Linked DNA regions of Triticum aestivum: region 2 is linked to region 1. Evidence: chromatin contacts called from public Hi-C data. All regions are on one chromosome and are shown on one strand. The core of a region is the stretch at or near the end of the contact, and the rest is flanking DNA. Distances in the headings are between cores, read along the strand shown. Region 1 holds the start of LOC123167559 (protein RGF1 INDUCIBLE TRANSCRIPTION FACTOR 1). Region 2 holds the start of LOC123164510.

Region 1 (6,701 bases), core at 1,267-3,766:
AAGGCAATTTCAGGTTCTGATTTGAAGTGGCCCAAACAATATAGTATCATCTTTTCCGGCAAAATTCATACTGGTCCATGTCCTCTATTGCTCGGATCGATGGAAACGGATGAGCGGGCCGGCTAGAACAAGGCATATACTAGATAAGTGGACCCATTTTAGGCGCATTTAACGGCAACGCGAGCCCTGAAGTTGAGAGGGGCAATCACTGGGATGGAATGCCACAGGTTTGCAGTCCAAGATTAGAAGAAAACTTCTTCATAAAGATTAGTAGCAGGAGAAAAGAAAGACCGAATAAGCTTACCGTGCAAGCTTGATCCCGGGGCAGTTATACTGAACCTAATGACTGGCTATGCTTGGGAGGGCCTTAGTTTCTCCGTCAAGCCGGCTTGGTTAAGCTCTTTTATATATAGTCCCCGGAGAGAACAAAAAGTGCCTGAGGTTGTTGGTTGGTGCATATCTGTGTGGTCCAAGCTAATCCCGGAATTAAGCCACTATATATAGGCAGCTAGCTTAGCTTGGCTTGGCTTGGTTTGGTCGCTGTTTTTGCAAGGGCATCAATCCTCAGCCTTCACTCCATGTCCTCCTCTCTTCCAAGGCAAAGCAGCAGTGCCTAGCTTAGCTTGGCAGAGGACGGAAGCAAGAGAAAGCAAGACAAAAAATGTGCTTGCACCGCTGCATGGCACTAGGGTGCTAATAACAATACACAAAATATTAAGAAGTATTCTCAGGCTTAGTGCCGGCCAATGCAGTTGGTAACAGCGGTGGTCACTTGCTTGGCAGGGGGCCACGAGATCGCACAGCGGCAACCCCCTGGAGATTCGCGAGTTGACGCTGCTTTTTCCCCTCGCGTGGCGTGGAGCCGTGGACACTGGGCGCGCGCACGCGTGCACGCGTGAGCGCGAGCTGTGCCACTCCCTGGGTACTGGGTAAACTAAACCGGCACCGCGCACCAGGCCATCATCAGAGCCGACATGCACAGGACTGTACTACAGGAGAAGACTGCATTGCACTCAGGTTGCCGTTGACCCCCACCGCATGACCAGAAGCTTCCTCAGACAGATTTCAGATAGAGAGAGAGAGAGAGAGAGAGAGAGAGAGAGAGATTATGGCTGGTCCTAAAGAATGGTTTTCAGGGAGAGAAAGAAAATGGAGAATTTGTGCTGTGGCAGACATGGAACTTGGAAGAGACCAAGGAAGAAGAAGAGATGAGAAAGAGTGGGTGGCTAGGGTACCTTGCATCCGAGGGAGCAGAAGCGGAACGAGTCCGGGAGGCTGCGGCAGCAGATCTCGCAGGTGTTGGTGACGCCCTTGCCGGGCCTGGCCTGCGGCCGGCCGTTGAGGAACACGATCTTAGCGCTGTTGATCACGTACGTCTGCACGTGCGCGATGTCGATCAGCTTCCCCACCTCCGACACCCGGATCACGTTGTGGTACGACGAACGACGTATCTGCGCGACACACATCCATCCATCACAACTCAGAAACCACCACACAACACAATCCAGCCATGGATGATTTGGTTAAGAGTGGTGTGTACCTGGACGACGTGGTGGTCGCGGTGCGCCGGGACGCAGTAGGAGCAGAGGGCGCCGGCGGCGTGGTTGCAGCCGAGGCAGAAGAGGTTGCACTCGTTCTTGCTCAGGTCCGGGTGCGCCGGGCAGGGCACGAAGAAGCTCGTGCCCAGCAGCGGCCGCAGCCACGGCGGGCCCAGGTCCTCCTCCGACCGCACCATGGGGCTCTGCTGCACGCTCACCATCACCTGCACCACATCTCCACGAGGGGCACACGCAACACAACACGATTAATCAATCACCACACCGTCCTCGTACCCTCCAAAAACAAAATGCAACTCGCCGCCGGCCGCCACGAGCAGTAGCACTAGCACAGTACCTACAGATTAATCCGCCAAGTACAGAACTTTACCATGTCACCACCAGACGGCGCCCTTCGATCTTCTTCCAGGGTCACCGGATTGATCAACCAAGGCCTTGGGATTCCAAGCGGCGGCGGCGGCGGCAGACCAAGAAGACGACGGCGACGAAGAAGAGAGAATCAATCTGCCAGCTGACCAAAGCATACGCGAGATGAATGCAGAAGCAGGGGAAAAAAGCACGCGCGACGCGACGGCTCCACCACGGCCGGGGCCCGGATAACAACAGTATTAACGAATCAGCCGTCCGTTACCTGGTCGACGGGCGGGCAGAGCCGAGGGAGGAGGCCTCAGCGGACTGGCAAGCTCGAGCGGAGACGGCGGGGGGCGGCGGCGGCGGCGGAGACGAGGGTGAGGAGGGGATTCAATCCTGTACTCGGGGCTTCTGGAGATCGAAGAGGACGGAAGCGGTGTCGTGTGATCGTATATATCACAGGAAAGGAAAAAACACATATATTTGTGTTGTGTATTTGTATATGGACACGGATATATATCGACCGATGCGATGCCTCCCTTTCCCTCCTCTTCTCGACAACGAGAGAGGGACGGACGGGAGAAAAACAACGACGAAAAAAGGCGAGAACGGAACGGTGGAAGCCGATGTAAGGCGGTTTGGTTTGCATCAGAGACGTGTCCGCGGTTCTTTCCTGCGATAGCTAAAGCTCCAAAAAAGAAATCGTCTTTTACGCTCCCGCGCCCATGCTTTCACGTAATCGCGCATTTGGTTTTATTTTGCTTTTGTCCATGAGTGAAATGAAATATTCTCGCTCGGATATTCATTATGCATTATGCCGTCGAGTTCCCCCTTTTCCCCGGCCGTTCCTCTCTAAACCCTAGGAGAGAGGCAATCTCTGGCTAGGTCAATGCGCCCTCCTCCGCTTGCTCTGTCTTGTGGGAGTGTGGGGAGGCCCTGATCTGCCGGATGGAGTTGTGGGTTGTAGGTTTTAATTGTCCGTTGCTTCCGCCCTTCCAACAACGGTGGTGGCGGCGTCGCTCAATACAGTCTTCTTCGGCGACGCGTCGCTGGTGATGTGGGTGGTGTCGGGTCGGCGAATAAGGTCCCCTCAAGTCTTTCCATCTCGACAATGTCGTCTGCGACGGCGTCAAATTCTCGATAGTGTATTATCCCGCTTGGTCATTCTTATGGGTGAGGTTATGGTCATCGGTGTTTGTTGGCACAACGGCGACGACAACTCCCCTATGCAGTTTGTTCTTCCACCCTCGCCTTCGCCTCATCGATCAGCATCTGGTGTTAGCATGAGACCCATGATAAATGATTGAGGTTTGTAATTTGTGGCTCTTCCAGCGGTGACGATTTCATCGCCAAGATGCTGGTCTGATAGGACCGTGTCATTTATAACTTATCGTTGTGATCAAGTTCGACGGGCTGGATCCGACAACAGAGTGTTGGCATTGTGGGCCATTCGAGAGAACGGAAGTGGTTGAAACCAGGGAACTTCGATATATTTTTTAGGGGTTGCACTAGTTAGGTTAATAGATTCAAGTGTTTTTTTTTAACAAAGAAATGCATCCTCTAGGACTTATGTGGTTGTGATATACTAATATTATATTGTCGGTATTGAGTGTGTGGATTTTCCTCTGGAGCCTCATCAAGCCTTCCTGGAGACTAACTTGGTTATCATGGGTGCCGCTTCGCATCAAGATTTTCTTTTGGCATGTTTACCAGGGACGCTGCTAGACAGCCGGCCGTCTGGCACAACGCGGTCTAGCTTACTCTTCATAATGCCTCCTGTGCGATCAGGAGCCTGAAACCATGGAAGGCTTCTCATTGGCTGCTCATTCTCTCATCGGGTTTGGCACGAGGTCTTCGCATGGTGCCGAAGCACCACCACCACCCGCCCGAGCCAAGGGCTCGAGTTCCGTGAATGATTTTTCTTGACCGTTCACGACGTGCCTACTGCTATGCGCCGAGGACTCGCCTCGCCACCCTCATCATCCTCGCCGCTTGGAGAATTTGGAATCACCGGAATGCTGCGTTTTCAACGGCGACATACCATCGATCTCTCTTCTCGCGGATGGCATTCAAGAGGACGCCAGAACCTAGTCTCGCGCTGGAGCCAAGGGGCTCAGAACCCTTCTCGACGCGCCTTAGCGATAGCTACTTGGGGTCGCGCACCTCTTGTTTTGAGATTATATCTATTTCTTCTCCTATAAATGCAACGATATGCAAGTCTTTTGCGTACTCGCGAAAAGACTGGGGATTTTAGGCAAGATTTTTTCACTTTTTAAAACACAACTATTTTGTGCAAGTTTTTTTTAGAACAGTCAGTTTTATATAAGTAGCTCAAGTACTTTTCAGATGAACATGAGAAAGGGTTTTTCATAGTCTTAATGGCTCTCAATTAAATAGGTGTACCTTTGCACACGTACATGTACATACAATCTGAGGGATCATTTTGCAATAAGAAGATTTTACGGGATATGAACAACGAAAGGGAAATGTCATGGGGGATACGGCGGAGAAAAAGAAGAGGGAAACGGATTCCCACGGCGAGCGATACGGGCCGTCCGATGGGGACTCTGCTTTTGTGGAAGATGGCCACCAGGGGTGCGATAACTGACAGGGACTTTGGTGCTCGATGACGACGGCGCCCAATTAATTTCCTGCCATCCATCCTTCCCTGCTGCTTGGTGTGTGTATTCATGTACAGTTGCTTTTGCACAATCCACCCCAATTTATTACCATTGAAATGCCAATCGGGCATCTTGAGCGCCAAGACATGGTCAAGTTGGATGGGTGGTGGTGGCGCCTCTGGCTATTTCCAGCAACCACTCAACAATTGTACCCGCATATTTGTACTTGGTTTAGGAGACCCATGTCCTTTGGAGAAAGGAACAAGGCTTGGGGGGCGTATCTTCCTTGTGTTTTGACATGTCTAAACGGTGAGCTTGTTCGCCATGCCCATCGAAAGCAAGCAATTAATTTGTATATATCTTCAGTATGCAGGAATTTAGTTATAATCTTGCAGTTGTGCATGGTAGTGCACCTAGCTGGTCCTGCATTCGTGTTTGCTACTTATAGAATTGTTGCATATACATCTTCATTTTATTTTATTTTTTGCGATAGGCATATACATCTTCATTAACTTGTCATATCTCCTCGACGCTATTACATTGACTTAAGAGATATGCATAACTTTGTTTTTGATGAAGTTAAAACTAAACTTCTTTTTTCCTTCATAAAAAAGACCAGTCACAGTTGAAACAAAATTAACAAACTAAATTTGCAGGGTTTTCGATGTTTCTTTTTATTTACGCAGATGTTAAAGAGGGGGAAAAAAATACCATTTTCGGAAAAGGAACAAAAGCTATCAAAATTGTACATGGTATGATTAAAAACTTTGTTGTCTAAAAATAACGAACTCGAAAAAAGTTTCGCAATTTTGGTGTGCACGTAGCGGCATTAGAAAGATTTGCCACACACAAAAAACCGAGAATCTCTAACTCAGTTGTTTTTGCTAAATGAAAAATTTGCGCATATGTTGAAAGAGTAAACTAAATTTGCAGGGTTTTCATGGATTTTTTTTGAACTTCGCAGATGTTAAGAGAGAAAATAAATCACCATGTCAAAAAAGAAAATGAAAGCTAGAAGATGGCATGTGATCTTCTATATCTAAATTTCTTTCAACATATGCGCTTCAACATCACCTCAATTATTGATAGCCTGTTCGATCGAAATTGTGTGACATCATCAAGTCATGCATATACTCATAAGTTGCAATTTTGCATTAATATATCCATGCAAACTATGTCACGTCATCAAGTTATGCATGTCAGACACAAGTTAAACTTTCTTTTTGTGTCGATTTATCTATGCCCATGGACAATATACGACTATACGTGTTGGACGCTTGCAGCAAAAGTGTATGGTTCATGCCTCATATTTTTTGTTAAGGTTAATAAAGTTGTTTTATATTTTAATGCATTATTTTGCCACATACTTCACACGTTTTTGTTTGAAATGTAAACTACAAGCACTCTTACATTTTTCTTCATTAGGTTTATTTGTTTTTAAAACACCTATGTCCTCCCTCCGTCCCAAAATTCTTGTCTCAGATTTGTCAAGATATAGATGTACCTAATACTAAAACGTGACTTGATACATCCGTATTTAGACAAATTTAAGACAAGAATTTTGAGACGGATGAAGTATACATTTACTTTAACATGCTAATGTGCGGGGCATTATCTAGTTCGGCGGCTTCAGTGTGCGCCTAGCGGCACAAGAAAGATTTTCCACACACACAAACCCAGGAATCTGTAAATCAACTTGTGCCGAGAAGCCATATCAAGGGCAAAAGAATCTCCACAGTATCAGTATCAGACGCATGAGGCCAAAACTGAAAAAAGGGCCGTGTAACCTGTCCCTTCCCTAACCATCTATCCTGAGTGGCCGAGTGATGATGATGCTCCATTTCCTCTCCTTTTTCTTCCAAGTTTCTTTTTGTTTTCTGTTTTGTGCTTCCCCGCATCTGCCTCTGACCTATGCTTGTCTAGCTTGGAGTCTTGGACGTCACCAAGATAGACGGACGGAGCGGCGATCATCCTCGGTTCGTTTTGTTTTCGTCACTGGCGATTCTCGATCCCTCGGCGGCGTGGAATAAGTTTTTCTTCTCGGGGAAGAAGGCCGCGTGTGCTGGTCTCGATAAGCCTACTACAGTACCATTTTCCAGGAGCAGGGTCAGATATCCTTTCGGAACCGGGGCAAAAGGCCAAGAGAAACCGCAGCACGGAGCATTTGGAAGCA
Region 2 (6,701 bases), core at 2,319-4,818, 390 kb after region 1:
AGGTCTTGATGATCTAGATAGATCCTTCCCTCAAGGGGGGTCTTGAATCCCTTCTTCAATGGAGGCCTTGAACTCCATGGAGTCTTCTCCCTCAAGAGGAAACCCACAAGGGGAGATACATGAGCTAAGCTCTAATGTCTAGTTCTAATCTTAGCTAACCCTAAAAACAGAGAGGAGCACGGAATATATAGTCTAGGGGCGAAGGGGTATGGGGCCTCGGTGGTTACATGGGCTTTTTAGCCCGATTCGTAGCGAAACTGGGCGGACCGGATAGTCCGGTGGTAAGGACCGGACAGTCCGGTGAGGACATATGCAATTTCGGGTGCCACCGGACTATCCGCTGTGGGGGCCGGACTGTACGGTAGTGCAATTTCGGTGCGACCGGACTGTCCGCTGTGAGGACCGGACTGTCCGGTAGTGCAATTTCTGCACGCTTCCTTTTCTTCATCTTGACGCTTCCGGTCAGCTCTTGGGTCTTGGGGTTCTTCTCCTTGGCCTCCGGGAAGCTTCCTAACTGCTTGGTGGCGGTTGCCCTCGTACCTAATGATGCACAATGTTCCATGGTGAGGTAGCAACCACGTCCAATGGATATTCATGTAAATCTCGAATAGAAGCGGGTTCACCTGAAGTCTGGTAGGTCCACTTGGGGCTTGAGGTGCTATGAAGGTGTACAAGGAGATGACTGTAGGATGCTCCGCATCAGAGAGAGAAGAAAAAGGAAAGAAAAAACAAAGCCTAACACTAAAAGGAGTTTAGCCAACACCATTTCTAGGCATTGAACACATGATGATTAGATGTTACTGGGTATCCACTAGCGAAAGGAAACAACAAGCTTCTCTTTTATTCTGTACTGAAGTAGCGTCAGATCGTGCTTGTGGAAGTATCTCCAAGCTTGAATAGTTGGTTGTTGCTCTCTAAAAACTTTGCCATTTCTTTGTATCCATATATTCCAGCATCCCAAGATCACAATTTCTATACTAAAACTCTTTGGAAGGTGAGCAGTTGTCAATTCTGTTTCTTTAAAAATTGAAGTTCCACTCTTTTTATTGGGGATCAAAGTGTTTGAACATCGTTGTGCAAAGTTACAGTCCCACAACAAATAGAGTGGCATTTCTTCTGCATCTTGGCTGCAGTTTGGACAAAAGGGGTTTTCTAGATGCATGCCTTTTATTCTAAGGGCTCTTGTGTTAGCTCTGTTGTGTGCTATCAGTCAAAAAAAAATCTTATGTTTTAGCTTGCTAGAGCTGCTCCAAGTGAGTTTGAATATTGGATGTCCTTCCTCTTCTTCTATCATATGTTTGTACATCTTCACGGAAGAGTAATTAGCTGCTTGCCCATTGCATAACCATTTATGTTCCTTTTTTTTGTTTAACAAAACTGAATATCTTATAACTTACTAAAATTCCCTACAACTAAATGTTGCTAGTTGAAATAATGTGGTTGGGTAGATGCTCCTTGTTCTTGTGCAATCTAATATTAAAATGAGTCGGATCATGTTACACCTAAACATAACAAAGGGACCAACAGGGACCAGGTCCGGATCTAAGCAGGCCGGCCCATTCCCATCCAGAGCACTACTACCATTTTGGAACAAAAAAAGGACCATAAATGATTGGGTATATGGGAGGGCGGTGCGTTACATTCTACTAGACCATCCATATACTCTTTCTCGGAACCTGCAAAAGATTAAGGATGGAAACTTTCTCGCATTTGCTATTGGGCAAGTTGCCTGAAAATGAAATTTGGGTTAGCTGAATTTTGGAGAGCAGCCCAGGCAACGATGGAGACGCCACAACAAGGACTCGGACGGGAGACCTAGAGTCGGGGACGATGCGGCGGCGGTGCCACCGACGGAGGGGAGTCAAAGGCACGGCATCATGGCATGCGAGGGAAGAGGACACTAGCAACAGGTGGCGATCGCGTGGGAGGTAGGGACGGCTGTAACTGCAGGGTGGCGGCGACGAGGTGTCCAGGCAACGTCATGAACCAGATCCACCATCGGATTTGGTTTCGTGACATGATGGTCGTTGCTTGGGATGGAAGCTGTCGAGGAGCCACAATGCCCGCGATCTCTCACGCCTCTCACCCCGGGCCTTCTCCCTAGTGAGGCTGATCGCGATGGGATAGTGGTCGGCTGGGATTTGCTTGGTGGTGGTTGTCTAGGGTTTGATGTGGTGCGCACCGACCGACTGAACTCCAACTCATGGTGCACACTCGAGTTCCTCCTAATTTGTAGCGTGAAATTCAGCGGGCTTAAAATAGTAGGCCCACATAAGATATGCTCACGTTTTCAGCACTAGCCTTTTCTCATCGCAAATGTTATACACAAATCCTATTCCACGCATACACGTGGACGTGGGTACCAAGCAAATGCACATGTCACATCCCTATTTTCGGCGGGCCTAGTGCGGGCGAGACGCAGCCAACCAAAGGCACTTTATAAAATTTGCAAATACTTTCTAACATTTTGTGACATTTCTAAAAGTCCGTGTACATTTTTATAATTTTTAAATCATAGAAGTATTTTGGAAATATTTTTTATTTTTATGTTTGAAGGTTTATTCATTTTTCATGGAAGGTGACATTTCCCAATTTTCATGAACTTATTTTTCACATTTTCCATAAAACTTGTGAATTGCAGGAAAACCAGAAAAGAATAAAAAACGACACCTTGATGTGGGCCAACCCAAAGAGTCAGGTAAGGGTGCATGTTTGCTCCCTATTCTGCGTGTAATGCTTTTTTTGTATTTGGATTTTTTGCTTCTCTTTTATGTTTTATTTGTTCGTCTCCATTTCTTTATTTATATTTATCACTGTTTTCCTTTTATTATTATTTTCATTTTGTTTTAAATTTAGATCTTAGAAGAAATATAAACATTTTTTCTATATATTATTTTTTTAAACATAGAACACTTTTCAAATGCACGTTGAATATTTTCTAAACACATGAGGAACATTTCGAATATATCTTAAATAGACATTGATTTTTCTAAATATATGTTGAACAAAGTTTTATACATGATGATCTTTTGTTAAACATGTTTAATTTAAAAAATAAATGAATATTTTTAAATGCCTGAACACTTTTTAGAAAATGCATAAAATGTATTTTAGGAGTACATGCTTATTTTATATATTTGCACACACACATATTTTTTTATTAAAATGGTTATATTTATATAAATTAGTAAGACATTTTATTACATTTAAATATCATAAAAAGTGTTCAGGTGTCTCTCAAAATATATTACTCCCCTCAATCCATATTACTTGTCACTCAGATGAATGTATCTAGCAGTGAAATATGTGTATACACATCCGTTTGAGCGAAAGGTAATATGGATCGGAGGGAGTAGTGTATTTAAACTTTTTGTTTTTTGAGGGCATTAGTGTATTTTACATTTTAGCTAAAAAAACCTGCGCTACTTGTGCCGGCTCATGAAAGACGTGGGTGAGCGACCAGATCGTATGGCTCGCAGCGGGCGCTGTATAGCAGCTCCCCTTCCTCGTCGCTCTAGTCGCCAGCTCGGATTGAAGAAATTGTTGCTCGGGGCCCGTCACGAGCTCGCGATACGCAAGCCCATAATTCCTCTTCCCCTCTGTGTCTCAAAAAAATAAAAATAAATTCCTCTTCCCCTCTTCTGCTCCGGCGACTCGCCGATGTCCTTACCGCCATCCGGCCACCGTACCATCCTACTTCTCATCCTCATCGAGCTCCTATCGCCGCTCCTGTGCACGGGGGAGTCGGCGACGTGCCTTGCTGTGTACCGCGAGGGCGGCGCGCCCGCGGTGTACCAGTCCGCGCACTGCCCCCGCTGGACCATCCTCTCCGCCGGCGAGGGGGATGGGGACAAGGGCCCCTCCTCCCCGCAGCCGAGGAGGTGCCATGTGGCGGCTCACCGCGGCCGCCGCCGCTCCCAGGAGGACCGCGCCGTCTGCGCTCTCGGCATCCGCATCCCCTTCATAGGTACCGCACAACACGGAGTCAGTAAAACAAATCCGCAATTTACACGCGGTGCTGCACTGCAGCTATGAGGTGGAAGGGCGAGGGAATATTGAGAAATCATGTGCAGTTAACCAGAGCTTCCAGGATGATTGTACTGGCAACCTTGTTTATTAATTAATGCACTTATTATTGTGCTTCATGAACTCTTGAGCTAGAAATGAGGAATGAAAACAGTATTCTGCTTCTGGTTTACTGGTACTATGATTTGTACTCCTGAATGTTAGTTGGTATCTCATGTCAGAGAGTGTAGTCACTAAGAAATCGTAAAAATGGGAGTGGGAAGCTGGATACATGTTGGAAGGATCATAGTAGAAAGGTACCCTGCAGAGTTTATTAGACCTAGCACAACATCCTTTTCCTGCCATTAAGGTTGCATACTGCATACTGCAAGACTGCGAGTTGGTCAAGTTGATTAGTGCCTCATGACTTATATGTCTAGGGATAACAAGTCGCTATTAGCCTATTACATAGTCAGTCAAACGATTTTGTAGAAATACTTTCTTCAAAAGTGCTTTGGTTATTGTGATTTTATGCTCGATCCTTTAAGATGCACCTGGTTCATTTGTAATCTGATTCTGGCTAACTTGCTATATTATACAGAGCAAATGAGGATTAAAGAGGTGGATGTCGGAGTGATGGCAATATTTGATGGTCATAATGGAGATGAGGCCAGTGAGATGGCTTCTAAGCTCTTACTGGAGTACTTGTTGCTTCATGTTTATTTTCTTCTTGACGGTATATACTCCATCATGTTCAGAAACTCAACTGGAAAGCTGACACATAAGGAAGTTACTATTCTTAACAGTGTTCTTAACCTGTACAAAGAGGATCAGTCCAACCACGGGCAGAGGTTTGTCTTTTATCATGCCCTCTAATCCATGTAAATAGTTCTGGTTGTGTTTACACTATGAAGTTACATCCTGTTTACAGCATGTTGATGATGATTTTCATGTTTCCTTGATCTCAGAATGCTATCAAAGTATTAATTTTCATATGCCACTTTCGAAGAATCTGAACCTTATTTTCAGGGCAATAAAAGTTGTTCATGGTTCTAAAAAAGTGCAGGTCATGTTGGATATCACCCACAATTCTAGATCGATCTTTTCACATGGAAATTCTGAAGGAATCATTATTGAGGGCAGTTCAGGATATTGACCTAACATTCTCCAAGGAAGGTCTCATTTTCGTAAGCAAAATTAAACTTCATTGTGCACGTTCGTAATAATTGAAAAGGATTATTTGGCATGTGTAATGCAGGAAGCTTTACGAAAAAAATTCAAGTCCGGTTCAACAGCTACTGTGGTCTTGATAGCCGATGGCCAAATCATAACGGCTAATGTGGGAGATTCAAAAGCATTTTTGTGCTCACAAAGTCATGCCTCATACCGTCAAAAGAGTTAGTCTTCTTTCTTTTATTATTTAAATAACTTTCCCAGATGGATGTTGCTTGTTTTAGATGTTTTCTGTCCTGTCAATTACTCTCCTACTCTTGTTGGCAAGCATTTTCTTGCATTTTATTTTCTCCCTCCCCCTGTTACCCTGTCTCTCCAGATCCCATACTCTTTCAGTCTCATGCATATTACAGATTTACAGGCTATATTTATCTGGGCTGAAAATATCAAAGCATACTACTAATGTTATCCTAATTCCTATCCTCCTTGGATCCATGTTTCTTTGAGCAATGTTTATAATAAATTGTACGAGATACGACTAGCACTGTCTGGTGATCCACATTGCCTCGGTATGGGATTTGACATCCTTGTATATAATGCCGCAGAAACCAAGTGGCAATCTGGGAGAGAATAGGTGTGCCGTGACTTTGGCGTAAAAACAATAACCAAAACCACCATAATATAGTAGAACTACATATGGCGAGAAATGTTGAAAACGCCACGTTTTAGCTTTTAACTGTAACTTTTGAAACTGCCACGGTGCATTGTTCATGTCGTGATGCATCATTATCTCTTGTCTTGTCAGCATGGCCTTTGTTTTAATACAAGCTTCTCTTCATTAGACATTAGTGCATGCTTTGCTGTTAGGGGGCCTAGCTTTCATCCTTTTATGTGACTACCTGTATGTGCATTAGTCTTAAGACATTGCCTAGCTGGCTGTGTTCAATAATCGTTTTTAATCTTGGCTGGGTAGTTTAGGGCAGTATAGTTTTTCAGTTTTTTTCTTACTTTTGCTAGTTTTTTTTTTCCATTTTGGTTGTTAGTTTCGCGCCATCACGGTGTCCTTACTAATACAAAATGACGCGAATTTTGATGCATGTTCAAGGGAAAACAAACCTGTACTTATAATATCATGGTAGAAAATTTTATGTTAGGCTACCGAGTAAAATTTAGGCAGGTTGCAGTAACCAAGACCAATATTGGTTCATTTATGGATCAAATCATGAAAGAACTGTGGTAACAAATATTCTTCACTTCTAGACTTCTAGTTGAACAGGAGATCTCCAAAATTTGCTGCTTCATACAAATAAAACCTTCTGCTTTAAATGGTGTCTACATCCTGAATCTGCTTGTATGACTTGCACTGTGGACTTGTGGAGAAACAATAATCAGAAAGCTTCCATTATCAGGGAAACGGAGAAGAAAGAGAAACTCTAGCAATCACGAGGACTTTGCTTTGGCAAATTATGGTGGACCACTTTACAATGTAAAGGAGTTAACCAGGGACCATCATCCGGATAGAG

Evidence for each region. A called contact is a pair of places that touch in the nucleus more often than the background predicts.
Region 2: a contact with region 1 is called in a Hi-C map of leaf, with 5 times the contacts expected there. The contact joins the promoter of LOC123164510 here to the promoter of LOC123167559 in region 1. A contact is called at or near these places in 3 of 5 Hi-C or Micro-C datasets (all in leaf).

What each region holds. Positions count from the first base shown.
Region 1 is chr7D:507,404,261-507,410,961 of IWGSC CS RefSeq v2.1, forward strand. LOC123167559 (protein RGF1 INDUCIBLE TRANSCRIPTION FACTOR 1) reads right to left here and starts at 2,517. Exons shown (of 5, transcript XM_044585394.1): 1 at 2,188-2,517; 2 at 1,927-2,067; 3 at 1,541-1,773; 4 at 1,236-1,451. The coding sequence starts at 1,759.
Region 2 is chr7D:507,795,439-507,802,139 of IWGSC CS RefSeq v2.1, forward strand. LOC123164510 reads left to right here and starts at 3,569. Exons shown (of 19, transcript XM_044582020.1): 1 at 3,569-3,967; 2 at 4,607-4,856; 3 at 5,072-5,181; 4 at 5,268-5,402; 5 at 6,588-6,701. The coding sequence starts at 3,661.